Linked DNA regions of Oryctolagus cuniculus: region 1 is linked to region 2. A link is a contact called in public Micro-C data. All regions are on one chromosome and are shown on one strand. The core of a region is the stretch at or near the end of the contact, and the rest is flanking DNA. Distances in the headings are between cores, read along the strand shown.

Region 1 (6,542 bases), core at 2,649-5,148, 180 kb after region 2:
GTACATGAAACAGCTCGACTATAACCAAATAAACTTCTTCCTTAAACCACCGTTTCTCTGAAACAATCCTCTTCAGTTTAAAACCTTGGCGTGCCAAATTTTAGCTCTAGCTTCAGATTTATTACCTATCTGAAAGGAGTATATCCTCTTAAAGCAAATGAATAAATTTTTTTTAAAAAAAAAAGGCTAAAGGTAATTCCACTGAATTACTAAAATACCTCGAAATCAAAGTACCAAGTGTATTCATTATTAAACACTTTGCACATGTATGAGGTACAGAAGAAATCTAAATATTCAAAGGGAAAAATGACTGAAAATAACTACACAAAACTTTATGACTCATAACACTTTAAGGATGTCTATAATTAAAATTAAGTGTGAAGACTAAGAAGCACCAAGGAATATTAATTCCTTCCATTCAAAAATCGACTGCCTGGTTTTCTTCAGGGAGAGAGGGCTGGCAAGTCTCATTAAAGAGGCTCACCTCCGCTTTGCATCTCCACTTCTGCAAACTACAAAGTTAATCCCATGCCAGAAACCGTAAGTGGACAGACACAGTCTCTTAGAATCGAACCCTGAGTCACTGCACGCAAGTCGTTCCGAAATTTGCTAGTTAGAACCTAGCCAGCCCCCTGGCTCCGGGAGCCCCAGCTGTGTGACCTTGGAGGAGTCACTGCCCGCTCTCCGGGCTCAATGTGCCCATCTGTAAAATGGGTTAACACCTCCTACCGGCAGCACACGGGGTAAAATATCCCCAAAGCCGTGAGAGGAGTGCCAGCCACCATCTGCCCTAATCTCTACATGCGGAAAACAATGCAGACGGGGGTCTCTTCCGACCGTCGGGGCGGAATTCCAGAAGCAAACGGTGCTGGCATTCCAGCGCTGCACCTGCAGTATGGGAGTCCTAGGATCCAGGGACGGGCGAAAGGCACAGGCAACCACTGACTCACTAATTTTGCCATTTTTAACTGTTTCAGGCTGGAGGGGGCGGGGGGAGGCCTTCGCCGAATGCTCAGACAGTCGGCGGCCCCGGTGCCTGCGAAGCCTCGGCGGGTCTGTGCCTATAAATAGACTCGCGAAGTTTTGTAGCAATACACAGGTATCAATTTTAATTCGCGTCTCCGCGGCGGCTTAAGCAGGTCACCGCTCCCCCGCACTCCGGCCCCAACTTCCGAGCACGCCGCGTCCCCCGCCCCACCCCCACCCGGCGCGGACCCCCGAGGGCCGCCGAGCCAGCGGGCCCCGACCTTCGCCGGCGCCCGGCGCGGCCCCGCTTCCCTTAACCCGTGCATTGTCCTTGCGAAGAACCCCGGCGGCTCCCACACTGGTGGGGACCTAGAGGAGGGACGAGGGAGGAGCTGGGGGAAGAGGATGAGGAGGAAGAGGAGGAGGAGGAGGAGGAACACAGCCTCCTCCCTCCGCCCCGGCGACCAGAGAAGGCCCGGCTCCCGGGAGGCCGCGGCCCCCGCTCCCACCCTCCGCAACTTTCCCTCCGCGCGCACCCGCCGCCCCGCCGGGACCCGGCTGCGGGCTCCCTCCCCCGGCGGCCGGCCCCGGGCCCCGCGGCGCCTCCTCCTAAAATGGCAGGTCCCTCCCTCCGCCGGGCCCGGCGGAGCCGAGCGCCGGGCCGGGCCGGACACTCACCGGGACGATGGCGGGGCGCTCGCGCCGCTCCCTCCGGTGAGTCTCAGCCTCGGGCTCCCGCGCCGCGCTCCCGCCGCGGCCTCCGCAGCCAGCGCCGCCCCGGCCGCCTCTCGCCGCCCCCGGCGCGGCCGGCTCCTGGCCGCGCCGCAGCCTCCTCAGTCTCTCGCGCTCGCGGGTCCGGCGGCGCCGGGGGCCGGGGCGGCGACAGCCCCCTCCCCGGCAAATACCGCAGTCCCCGGGCCCCGAGTCCCGGCGGCGGGGCCGCGCGGAGGGCGGCGGCGGCGGCGGCGAGGCCGGGCGCCGAGTGGCGGCCGCTGCCGGCGGCTTCTTCCCGAGGAGGATTTTGTAAATCGCACAAAATGGCGCGCGCTCCAAACCTGCGCAGCGAGGAGCGCCGGGCCCGAGCGGCGGCGGCGGCGGCGGCGGCGGCGGCTTCTCCGCCAGGAGCGCCCGAACCGCCCGCCCCCGAGCGCCCGCACAGACAGACAGACACTCGCACACGCACGCACGCCCGCTCGCTCGCACACACACACTCGCACACTCACACCGGTCCCGCCCGCCCGCCCGCTCGCTCGCTCGCTGGCCGGCGGCGGCAGCGGCACCACCAGCAGCAGCAGGAACAGCAGCAGCAGAAGCGGCGGCGGCAGCGGCGGCGGCGCCCGCACCCCCCGCTCGGGGTGTCCGCTCCCCGAGCCCGACCTGGGCCGCGATCAGCAGCAGCGACGGCAGCAGTCTCCCCGGATCCCCCCGCCGCGGTTGCCGCCGCCACCCCCGCCTCACTCCAATGGGGCTTTTTATTATTATTCGGGCGGGAAGCGAAAGGGTTTAAAAAAAAACCAACCAACAAAATGGCGACGGACCGACCCGGTCGCTATGGCAACTGTCAATCAAAACGCAAAACCCCGGCTGACGTGCTGACGTCCTCCGCCCGCCCCCCCGGCCCCAAGCCGGCGGGCGGGGCTTGTTGCCCGGGAAACGGCAGACTTCGTTCCCTCCTTTCCTGCTCCCCCTCGGTCCCCAGCCAACCACCCAACCCCCCTCAGGTCACGTGAAGGATAAATTCGGAGCTCGGGCCCGCTACGAGTGTCAGAGGAGGGCGCGTGATTCGCTCGGGGGAGGGGTGCGGAGGGGGACGGCCGGGCCGAGGGAGGGAAGGGGAAGGGGGCGAGGCGGCGGCCGGGCCCGTGCGCGAGCGCCCGCCGCCTCCCCGGCCGCCTCGCCCCGCCCCGCGCCCGCCGCGCCCGCGCCGACTGCGGCCCCGGGAGCGCGCGCGGCCTCCCGCGCTTCCGCGTCGGGCGCCCGCAGCCCCGCCCGCGCCGGGGGGAGGGGCGCGCGCGGCCGCGGGGCGGGGTGGGGGGGCGCGGAGAGGGGCCGGGGCGCCGGGGCCGCCGCCGGGCGGGAAGCCGGGAAGCCCACCCCCGCGCGCCCGGGCCCGAGGGCTCTCACCGCGGTGCGGCCGCCTGCATTCCCGGGGAGCGCGCCGGCCGCGCACGGCCGCGCGGAGGAGCCGTTCTCGGAAGGGCTCGCGGCCCCCCTCGCCGGAAAATGCCCACGGAGGCCGCGGCGGGGGCGGGGAGGAGGCCGCCCGCGCGCCTCAGACATCCCAGGAATCCCGGGCGCCGCGGCCGCATCCGGGGTGCCCCTGCGGCTGACGCGCGGCCGGGCCCTGCCACGTGGGACCCACGTCCGAGCCTCCGGGCCGGCGCGCCCCCTCCCACTGCAGACCCCGCGTGGGTGCCGAGCCCGTCCTGCGCTGCCCGCGGCCGGAGCCCTTCCCTAACATCCGGCTCCTGGTGCATTAGCCCGTGGACCCCTCCCCATGCTGGGCGTGCTGGGAATTGTCTGCTGTGCCACCCCCGCCCCCCCAGGTAATGGTGTTTAATCAGCGTTCGTCCGGGCTTGCACGCAGCGAAAGTCGCTAATCTGGTGGTTGATTTCTAAGCCTGACTTTGCCGTGTGCAGGTAGTGTCCGTGTCGGGGTCTTGGGCTCAGTCTCTTCACAGACTAGCCACAGACACAATCTGACAGACGACACAGGTGTAAGAGGAGAAATCCCAATGAAAGCCTCCAGCCTGTGTAAATTTCCAGCAGAATTCCCCTCCCACAGTCTGCAGGTACAGCACTGATATATTAAGGCGATCATTCAAATGAGCAAAGGCCCTGAAGTAATCAGACCAGACCTTAAATAAATTTGGCAAAAAAAAAAAAAAAATTAGGCAAGTGGTTAGCTTCAGACTGATTCTCATGACTGGTTAAAAAAAATAAAAGTTCTGGATTGCTGGTGTTTTCAAACTTGCCCTCCTAATGTAATTGAGGTCTGCATACAGCTTCGCATCTAAGGAAGAGGAAGTGGCCAACAGTGTCCCTATTCATGAAAGAGGTTGTCACCCAGTGCTTCCCAAGCTCAAACTTCCACCTGGAAGACAACCCCTTCCTCCCTCCACCTGCTCTCCTGCCTTCTCCCCACTCCAGCCCATCCGCCAAGGTTTCACTGCTGCCGGACACTTGAGCAAGTGCCACCTTGACCACTAAGTTATTCCCGAGTCAAGTTTTCATTGCTAGCAATGGAGGAAGCTTGCATAATGCACATCTAAGTAACCGAGACAGAATAGGACAAGATCGCCGGGAGTAGATCCTCGCCTCAGATGGGTCGAGGGGCTCATGGGATGAGGGAAGTCTTCAGGTCGTAGGCACACAGGGGTCAGAGGCGTCCCCAGTGTTCCCGTGTAGAACGCTGCTCATTTCTCTCCCAGCGTGACTGCCTTAGACAGCATCGCACTGCGTGCCCAACGGGTTTTGTGTGGGCTTCCCCTAAACACTACCAGCAAGTTATGGCTGGCACCAAACAAGAGAACACACGTAGCCAGGAAGGACGCTGGTATGGATGCCAGTGTGGTGCAGAGCTGAGAGACCCTCCCCGTGGGTTTCGCTTAGAGGTGTTTGATGGCCTAAGAAAATCCGGAGAAGCAGAATCCCCCAACTGGCAGTTACTATCGGCTTGCACTTCTTCCCACGCCTGTTAGAGGTCTCATCCTCACTATAACATTGTATCTCGGTTATACGGCTGAGAAAGCAAGCCCTGAAGTGACTCTCCCAAAGCCGGCCCACCCGTGAGCAGGGGAAGTCAGAATTCAAACCCAGGTGTGGCTGTAAAGGCTGTGTTTCGGCAGACTGTTTGGAAGCAGAGTTGTCACAGAGATAACCCTGACTAAAGGAGGTCTCTATGATGTGCCCTGGTCCCAGATGACTGGTGCCAGTGTTCTTATCTCTGCGCTCACAATTTCTGACACCCCTGATGTTCTTACAGACAAGTGAAGCCCTTCATCGCCCTGCTTGTACAAGCGTTATTCACTGTTCTGACTTTGGGGCCTGCCATGTGGCACAATCAGTTAAGCCTCTGCCTGCAGCACCAGCATCCCATAGGAGTGCAAGTTCAAGTCCTGGCTGCTGCACTTCCAATCCAGCTCCCTGCTAATGCACCTAGGAAAGCAGCAAAGATGGCCCAAGTTTTTGGGCCCCTGGACCCAAGTGGGAGGCCTGGAAGAAGCTCCTGGCTTCAGCTTGGCCCAGCCCCGGCCATCGTGGCCATCTGGGGAGTGAAACAGCAGGTGGAAGACCTCTCTCTGTGTCTCTCTCTCTCTGTCTCTCTCTCTCTCTGTGTAACTCCGACTTTCAAGTAAATCAATAAATCTTTTTAAAACGTTGTTCTGACATTAAAAGTAATTCATGAATATAAAAACTTATTAAAAAGAAGCAAAGTTAAAATGAGAGAGGCCCTATATAAACTCACAATAGGGGTATGCTATGAACCAAGAAGTTAATAAGCAACTATATCCAAGTTCCAAACAAAAACTAAAAATTAGATTCTGGTAATTACCAACAATTTTACCATACAGAAAACAGTAAGTAGGCTAGGATCACCAGTAGGCATCACTCAGGAACACACCCCCTTTGTATGTTCATAACAGCATCCACCCTTCCGGACTTTCTTAAGAAGACATGTGTGCACTGACACACATTTCACACCAGCAGGTGTGTTCATGCCTTGTCTAATTACAATTGTGCTATGAACTCATTTTTGTATTAAACAATTGAAATTTAAATAATAACATTAATAGCAGTTAGTATTCCATCGGTTGAATGAGCCGTCATTCACTAAGCCTCCTCTATATTTTAAGGAAGTTTCCATTTTTTCTTGTTATTACAAAAAAAGTTGTATAAACATCACATATATATATTAAACATATATACAGACACACACAGAGTTATTTCTCCCGGATAAAGGGAGAAAAGTCCTTAAAAAAAAAAGTTGGACTCATGTTGACAAAGAACTTCGGAAGGAAACAGCTGTTTGGCCTAAACAGCTGTTAAGACACCACTTGGGATGCCCTCATTCCATATCAAAGTGGCTGGATTTGGGTCCCACTCAGCTTCCGATTCCAGCTTCCTGTTCACCCATCCCCTGGGAAGCAACAGATGACGACTCAAGGACTTGGGTCCCTGCTGCTCACCTGAGAGACCTGGATGGAGTTCCGGGCTCCTGGCTTCAACATGGCCCAGTCTCAGCTATCGCAGGCATTTGGGGCATGAACCAGCAAATGGAAGCGCTCTCTCTCTCTCTCTCTCTGTCTCTCAAATAAATCTTAAAAAAAAAAAAAAAAACAAGGCCATATGCTGTTATGGTATCAACACCATATACCCAACACACACTCAAATGTCCTGTGGCTCTTGCCACTCCAGGCCATCTCTCCAGTGGGCTAGCCTGGATTTCTCCCTCCTGGAAGCCTCCTTACTTCCTCTCCACCACACACCTGGATAAAATGCTCTGCCACGTTTCTCCCAGCATCTTAAAGTTGTCAACGAGACTGGCTTATGCCAAATGTGGTTCAAGTGCACCT
Region 2 (6,591 bases), core at 3,197-5,696:
GAGAGGCGGAGAGGCGGAGAGGGGGAGAGAGGGAGAGAGGGAGAGAGGGAGAGAGGGAGAGAGGGAGAGAGGAAGAGGGAGAGAAGGACAGAGGCAGAGAGGCAGAGAGGGAGGGAGGGAGAGAGGCAGAGAGGCAGAGAGACAGAGAGGGAGAGAGAACATATCTCTGCTGGTTCATTTCCCAAACGCCAAAGCTGGGAGCTAGGAACTAAATGACTCGAGCCATCACGGTGCCGTCCAGGGTCTGCATTAGCAGGCAGCTGGAGTGAGGGGCTGGGGAGAGGCCTCACACCCAGGCACTCTGCTATGGGACTCTCGACTGGGGCCTCAGTACCAGGACAAACGCCTGCCCCTCTCCCTGGTCTGCGGTCCAATCACAGGAACTTCTAGAACTTCTAGCAGCTGTGCTCCGGTAAGTGCAGGCAGCCAGGACAGAGCTCCAGTTCCTGGAAGGTCTCTCTGAGGCTGAGGCAAACACAAATGAACTGCAGCGGTCTTGAAGAGCAACACACGGAATGCAGTGATGTCATCATCAGACGGCTTCTGTGGGGACGCCTGCAGGTGTGCGCGGGGCATGGCTTCCATTAAGAGGCTCTAAAACCCTCTCTCCTCCCACCCCCACGGCACTCACTCCTTCCTCCTCCACCCCCGGGGGAGCCTGCCTGACCTCTGCCTCCTGGGTCAGGGCCCCGCCCGGCCCTCGGCAGGAAAATGTAGCCCATGTCCTGCCTCAGCCGCTCTGCTCTGACTTCGGGGTCTGGAGTTGTTCAGAAGCAGGTCTGCCCTGTGTTATTCTTAGATTGTAACCAGAAGTTACACGGCTAAGCTTCTAGTGCAGCAGAAACAAAGCCAGCAGAATCAAGGGACCCCCGTGGGCTTTGAGGGGAAGTCAGCTGGATTAGAAGGTGGAGGAGACCCCAGAGAGCTTCGACCCCTGACACTAAGACAGGTGGGCTTCCCAAGGGCTAACCAACCGGTGATCCTGTAGACAAGCGAGTCAACGGAGCAGAGCCGAGGCTCTGTGGGAACACAGCCCAGGGCACCCGGGAAGACAAAACGCACAGCGTCTACCGTCTGGAAACAAAGCACCTGCTGAGACAACCAAACACCGCCCAGGAAGTGACCACCCCTGCGTGGGCAGTGAGGCTCCTGCCTGGGGGCACACGAGGGCGTGGCAGTTCCAGTCGGACACCCCAGAGTGGGTGCACACACACAGAAGCCAGCAGCGACTCCAGACGGCAGGGATCACCATGAGCAAAACCCAGGACAAACGGTACGAGGTTGCCTTGAGAGAGCTCGCATCCCGTCCAGAAGGGGGCCGGAACGAAGTGGGCAGTGAGCTGCCAGCCACCAGGCCAGGAAGCTCTTGTCCGGAGCTCCCAGTGCACCTTCTTCCCTGGGCTCGCTGTGCCGGGCCGGGGCTCCGATAACCACACCCCCGCCCGGCCAGCTGCTCCCTGCCAGAGGAGACGGCAAGGCTGGAGGAGGAGCGGACAAGCTGTTTCCTGTCCGCTTCCTGTTTCTCTTGGCCTCACCCCCCTAGCTCTTCATCCTGGCAAAGGCTCCTGCTTCCCTTCGGATCCAGCTCAGAGTTGGGTTTTTCGTTGTTTTGTTTCTGGCTTGCAGCCGGAAGAGGCACCAGCCCCTGCCCAGCAGCACCTGCCCAGAGGCCTGGGTTTCCGGTCCGACCTTCGGAACTGTGATGGGAAAAACAACGCAGCTCTGCCTTGTTTGCCCAGCTCAGGGAGGCAGCAGCCTCCGAGGCCGCCTTCTCCGTGACAAGGGTTCCCTTTCCACCTTCCAGTTACCTCGTTCCTAACTCTACACCTCATCAACAACTGCTCATAATTGGGGCTGGCACTGTGGAGCAGCGGGTTGAAGCCCTGGCCTGAAGTGCCGGCATCCCATATGGGCGCCAGTTCTGGTCCCGGCTGCTCCTCTTCTGATCCAGCTCTCTGCTATGGCCTGGGAAAGCAGTGGAAGATGGCCCAGGTCCTTGGGCCCCTGCACCCATGTGGGAGACCCGGAGGAAGCTTCTGGCTTCAGATCGGTGCAGCTCTGGCCGTTGGCGGCCATCTGGGGAGTGAACCATCTTTCAAATAAATCTTTTAAAAAATTGCTCATAATAAATTCTACTAAAATAGCTGGTTTGAGCTCCCCGCTAATGCCCACCCTCCGAGGCAGCAGTGATGGCTCAAGCATTTGGGCGCCTGCCCTGACCCATGTGGGAGGCCCAGGTGGGTTCCAGGCTCCTGGTTTCAACCGGGCCCAGTCTCAGCTGTTGCAGGCATTTGGGGAGTGAACCCATGGATGGATGGAAGATCTCTCTGCATCTGTCTCTCAAACAAAATATTTTGAAAAAGTGGGAGCAGGGAGTAGGGTTTGATTTCTGTGTCCTGATTAGAATCTGACTGAGAGAGGACAGGGAATTAAAGCTGGGTCAGGAGGACTCTCACTCCACAAACAGGGAGGAGCAGGAACAGCCTGTCCAGTTAAACAATTAAATCCTCCTTTGCATGTTTATCCTACCGGGCTCCCGCCCCTAGCCCAGGGGTAGGCACCAACCCCAAAGGCTTATGCGACAGTGGGACTCCATGCAACCGGGTCACTCCTGAGGCACCTGCTGTCCAGCCCACCCGCCTCACTGAAACAGGGCTCTGGGGTTTTCTGCCCAGCCTAGGGCTCAGGAATCCTCGCCTCCTAGAAGGCTCAGGCTCCAGCTGATGGTTCCGATCCTCACCAGGCAAGAGCACTGGCAAGGCTGCAGGACGGTCATCTGGCAGGGCAGTTAAGGACCAGTGAGGACACAAACCCGCCCCAGGGGAGTGCCCGCGTCCAGTCCCCAGTCCAGAAGAAGCCTCTGACCACTAGAGCCAGCAGTGGGCTGATACTCGAAGCACAGAGGTGGAAGTACACCCCGATAACGAAACAGGATCAGCAAAACGAATGTCGGTTTGTTTTAAGGATTTATTTTATTTGGAAGGCAGAGTTACAGAGAGGGAGGGAGAGCCAGAGGTCAATCTTCCATCCACTGGTTCACGCCCCCAGACAGCAGCGACAGGCCAGGAACCAGGGGCTTCTTCCTGGTCTCCGCCCTGGGTGCAGGGGCCCGAGCACCCGGGCTGTCCTCTGCTGCCTTCCCAGGCCATCAGCAGGCAGCAGGGACTCATGGACTTGAGGAGTGGCTGATACCCCCCGCCAAGCCCCAGTGCCCCGTGTCACTGTAGGTGAGCAGGGATTAATCAGCCACATGCCACAGGGCAAAGGAAATGGAAAGGAGAAGGCATGGGAGGCCTGCAGGCCGTGGCGCACTAGGTTAATCCTCTGCTTGCAGGGCCTGCATCCCATACGGGCGCCGGTTCTAGTCCTGGCTGCTCCTCTTCCAACCCAGCTCTCTGCTGTGGCCTGGGAAAGCAGTAGAAGTCGGACCAAGTTCTTGGGCCTCTGCACCCACGTGGGAAACCCAGAGGAAGCTCTGGCTTCGGATCAGCTCAGCTCCAGCCATTGCGGCCATTTGGGGAGTGAACCAGCGGATGGAAGACCTTTCTGTCTCTCTCTCTAGTTATAACTCCACCTCCCCAAAAAGATAAAATCTTTAAAAAAAAAAAAAAAAAAAAAAAGCAGCAAGCCTGTAGGCAGACCTGAGACCCCGCATAAACGTGGGCGGTGGTCGGGGGTCATCAGCCACGGTCACTCATAAGCAAGGGAAGGCCAGATGCGGCAGGGAAAGGCAAGTGTCTCCCAACTCCCCTTACCCCCTACCCAGCCCGCCCCGCCACGCTGGGCTCCAGGTGCCCACAGACAAGCAGGTGGCGCCAAGCAGTGGCCAGAAATGCAAACTTAACAGGAAGGAGCCGCAACTGCGCTGTCCCCCAGGCTCGAAGCCCCTTCTCCTGACCTAGCAGACCTGCCCCAACGGGACCATCAAGGCGGCCCCAGGCGCCTGCAGGCGACGTCAACGCCCGCGCCAGTGCGTGGAGAGGCTGGGCCCGGAAGCAGCCCCACTGCGGGGTCGCTCACGGCCCTCCGGCGTCACGGGCCTGGGCGAGGGTGGGTCTCTGCGCCTTGGGGCTCGCACCGTGCGGCGGACAAGGGAGGAGGCTGGGGAGCGGAGGGAGGTCAGCTGGTCGCCCCAGCAGGGTCCCTCGGAGTGCGCAGCTGTGACGCGAGGGACACACGGAGATGAGGCCGCCACCGCCGGGACGGGGCGAGATAGCGTGTGCCACCGCGAGTCACCCTGGGGGCCCACGGCGGGGCGACCTGAGGGCGAATCAGCGTCCCCCAGGGAGCAGGCGTGAAAAGCAAGCGGACCCCAGCTCAGCCCGCTCGGAGATCCCGCAGCCGCAAGACCGGAAGCACCAGCAGGAAGTGACGTAGCCCTTCTGCGCCGCCTCGGAGGCTTGGGGCGTGGCTCTGGAGCTTCCGGCCAATCGATGCCGCGGGCGCGATGTCACGTGCCCGCGATGCGCGGTCACGTGACAGTGGGCGTGGGTCAGGCTCTTCCGGCCGCGGCGCCCATAGAGGTTGCGCGTTCCTGGCTTTGGATTGTCTTTGTCGCCGTTCTCGGCCCCGCCCGCCGGAAGCCCTGAGGCCCGAGAGAACAGCCACGCGGGAAATGTGGGGCGCCCCTGCCCGAGCTAGCGTGGCGGGACCGGGGCCGCTTCGCCCGGGGGCGGGGGAGACTCGCCGGAGCCGCGCGAAGCCCGGCGTTGCGTGTCCGCCGCGTGGCGTCTGCAGGCACGGCGCCCACGGACCGAGGCCGGGCCGCCTGGAAGGCGCCGCGGAGTCAGGCGCGCCCTCCGAGGGGCTGGGGCCCGGCCCCGGCCTCCCCTCTGCCTCGGCGGGTGAGTGGCGTGTGCCGCAGCCCCCGCGGCGAGAAGGAACTGCTCAGAGCCCGGCCGATCCGCTTCGGAAGTCCTGGAACTCGGGTTCGGAACCGTCCTGAGTGGTCATGGACAGACGCGGTGCACCTGACTCGAGTTCCTGCGAGCACCGAGCAAGGCCGGAAACCTGGCTCCGCAAGGAATGATCGCTGTTCGTGATTAAGACGCCAGTTCCTGGTGTGACCGTTACCCATCGTATGCAGAGACTCAGTCTCTACTTTGGCGCAAAGCAGCTCGAAATCCATGCAGGGTTTTTTCATAATACACAGGTCTCTCCACGCACGATTATCCCCCGGGACCCCATAAATACGTGTATTGTGTCGATTGAAAGTAAACCTGCTGGGCGTAGCGGGGAAAGCTGCCGCCTGCAGCGCCGGCGTCGCATGTGGGCGGCGGTTCGAGACCCGGCTGCTCCACTTCTGATCCAGCTCTCTGCTGTGGCCTGGGAAAGCAGTGGAAGATGGCCCACGTCCTTGGGCCCCTGCACCCACGTGGGAGACCCGGAAGAAGCTCCTGGCTCCAACCATTGCGAGTATTTGAGGAGTCAAACAGCAGGTGGAAGACCTCTCTCTCCCTCTCTTTGCCTCTCGAATAATAAATAAGTTTAGAAAAGAAAAAGGAAAGACAGCTGTGATTCCGACGCCTAGAGATCACGACTGACACCCAGCGTTTGGGACAGCCTCACTCGGAGCCCTAGGCCCCAGTGCCTGAGAATGCGACTGCATTGGAGACAGGGATTCCAGGGGCGGTAATGGGGAGGGCAGCCCTGGCCCGAGGCGGCTGGTGCTCCTAACAGAGGTGAGGACACAGAGGCGTGGCCACGTGCAGACAGCCGGTACCAGCCCCGCCCACACCTCCACCGCGGGACTGCAGTCCCCAGGGTGTGAGACCAGCAGCACCTGTTGTTCATCCACGCGGTGTGCGGTGCGCGGTGCTTGTCCCAGCAAACTCACAACAGGCAGGCAGGATCTCACCCAGCACAGGCGACAGGGGCGTGCTTCTCCCTCCCACGCGGGACGCACCCCTGCGCAGGCTACAGGGGGCTGCCCTTCCTCTAGGAATGTGACCGCCATCCCTGTGATGGCCGAGGGCACCGGTGCCTCTGGCTGCTCGGGCCGCGGTGGCAAGCACACGCTGACACCTCCGAGGGCACGGAGACGCACGGGCTGAAGCCCCCGAGCCCCAGGCCACGGTCTACTTACTCTGTGCACGTGCGCTGGGAGGAGTTAGCGGAACCTCAGGGGTCCAAGCAGCCCTGGCCCCCAAGGGGGTCCTCGTGTTGTCAGGCAGTCCCAGAGGGCTGGGCGCGTCGCCACGTTGTTAACATCATCAGTTCACGGGGACAGCGTCCAGAACCCCCCGGCACTCACAGGCGCTCGGGTCCCTGACGTCAGACACCGCGGCATCTGCACATTTCGCTCACCCCTCCGGCTTCCCTCGCCAGTTCCAGGGCAACTGTCCCGGCGCTGTGTCGTTTAGGGCATGGTGACAGCGGGCGGGGGAGCCTGGAGGTGGCCAGCACGGACTTCTGCCCCCAGGTACCCTTTCTGCAATCGGTTCGGTGCAGTCTGAGACGGGCACCGCGCTACGTTGCCTTTTTTTGCCCAAATGATCTGAGGCTTTGATTTCACGTCGATTTTGGCCAACCCATCGGAATGCGCGCTCTCATCTGTGATCGGCCGCCGCGGGGGGGGGTGACAGGGTGTGG

Evidence for each region. A called contact is a pair of places that touch in the nucleus more often than the background predicts.
Region 1: a contact with region 2 is called in a Micro-C map of ear pinna, with 3 times the contacts expected there. The contact joins the promoter of DYRK1A here to the enhancer-like site in region 2. A contact is called at or near these places in 2 of 6 Hi-C or Micro-C datasets (ear pinna and psoas muscle).

What each region holds. Positions count from the first base shown.
Region 1 is chr4:7,580,863-7,587,404 of mOryCun1.1, forward strand. DYRK1A (dual specificity tyrosine phosphorylation regulated kinase 1A) reads right to left here and starts at 3,899. Exons shown (of 11, transcript XM_070071825.1): 1 at 3,091-3,899.
Region 2 is chr4:7,404,600-7,411,190 of mOryCun1.1, forward strand. No RefSeq gene overlaps it. Among named protein-coding and RNA genes, the nearest start is that of DYRK1A, 180 kb to the right of the region's middle. Within about 2 kb of position 4,447, at least 7 of the 8 cell types and tissues checked have an H3K27ac peak or open chromatin away from gene starts, as enhancers often do. A contact at or near this core is called in ear pinna, where this site is marked.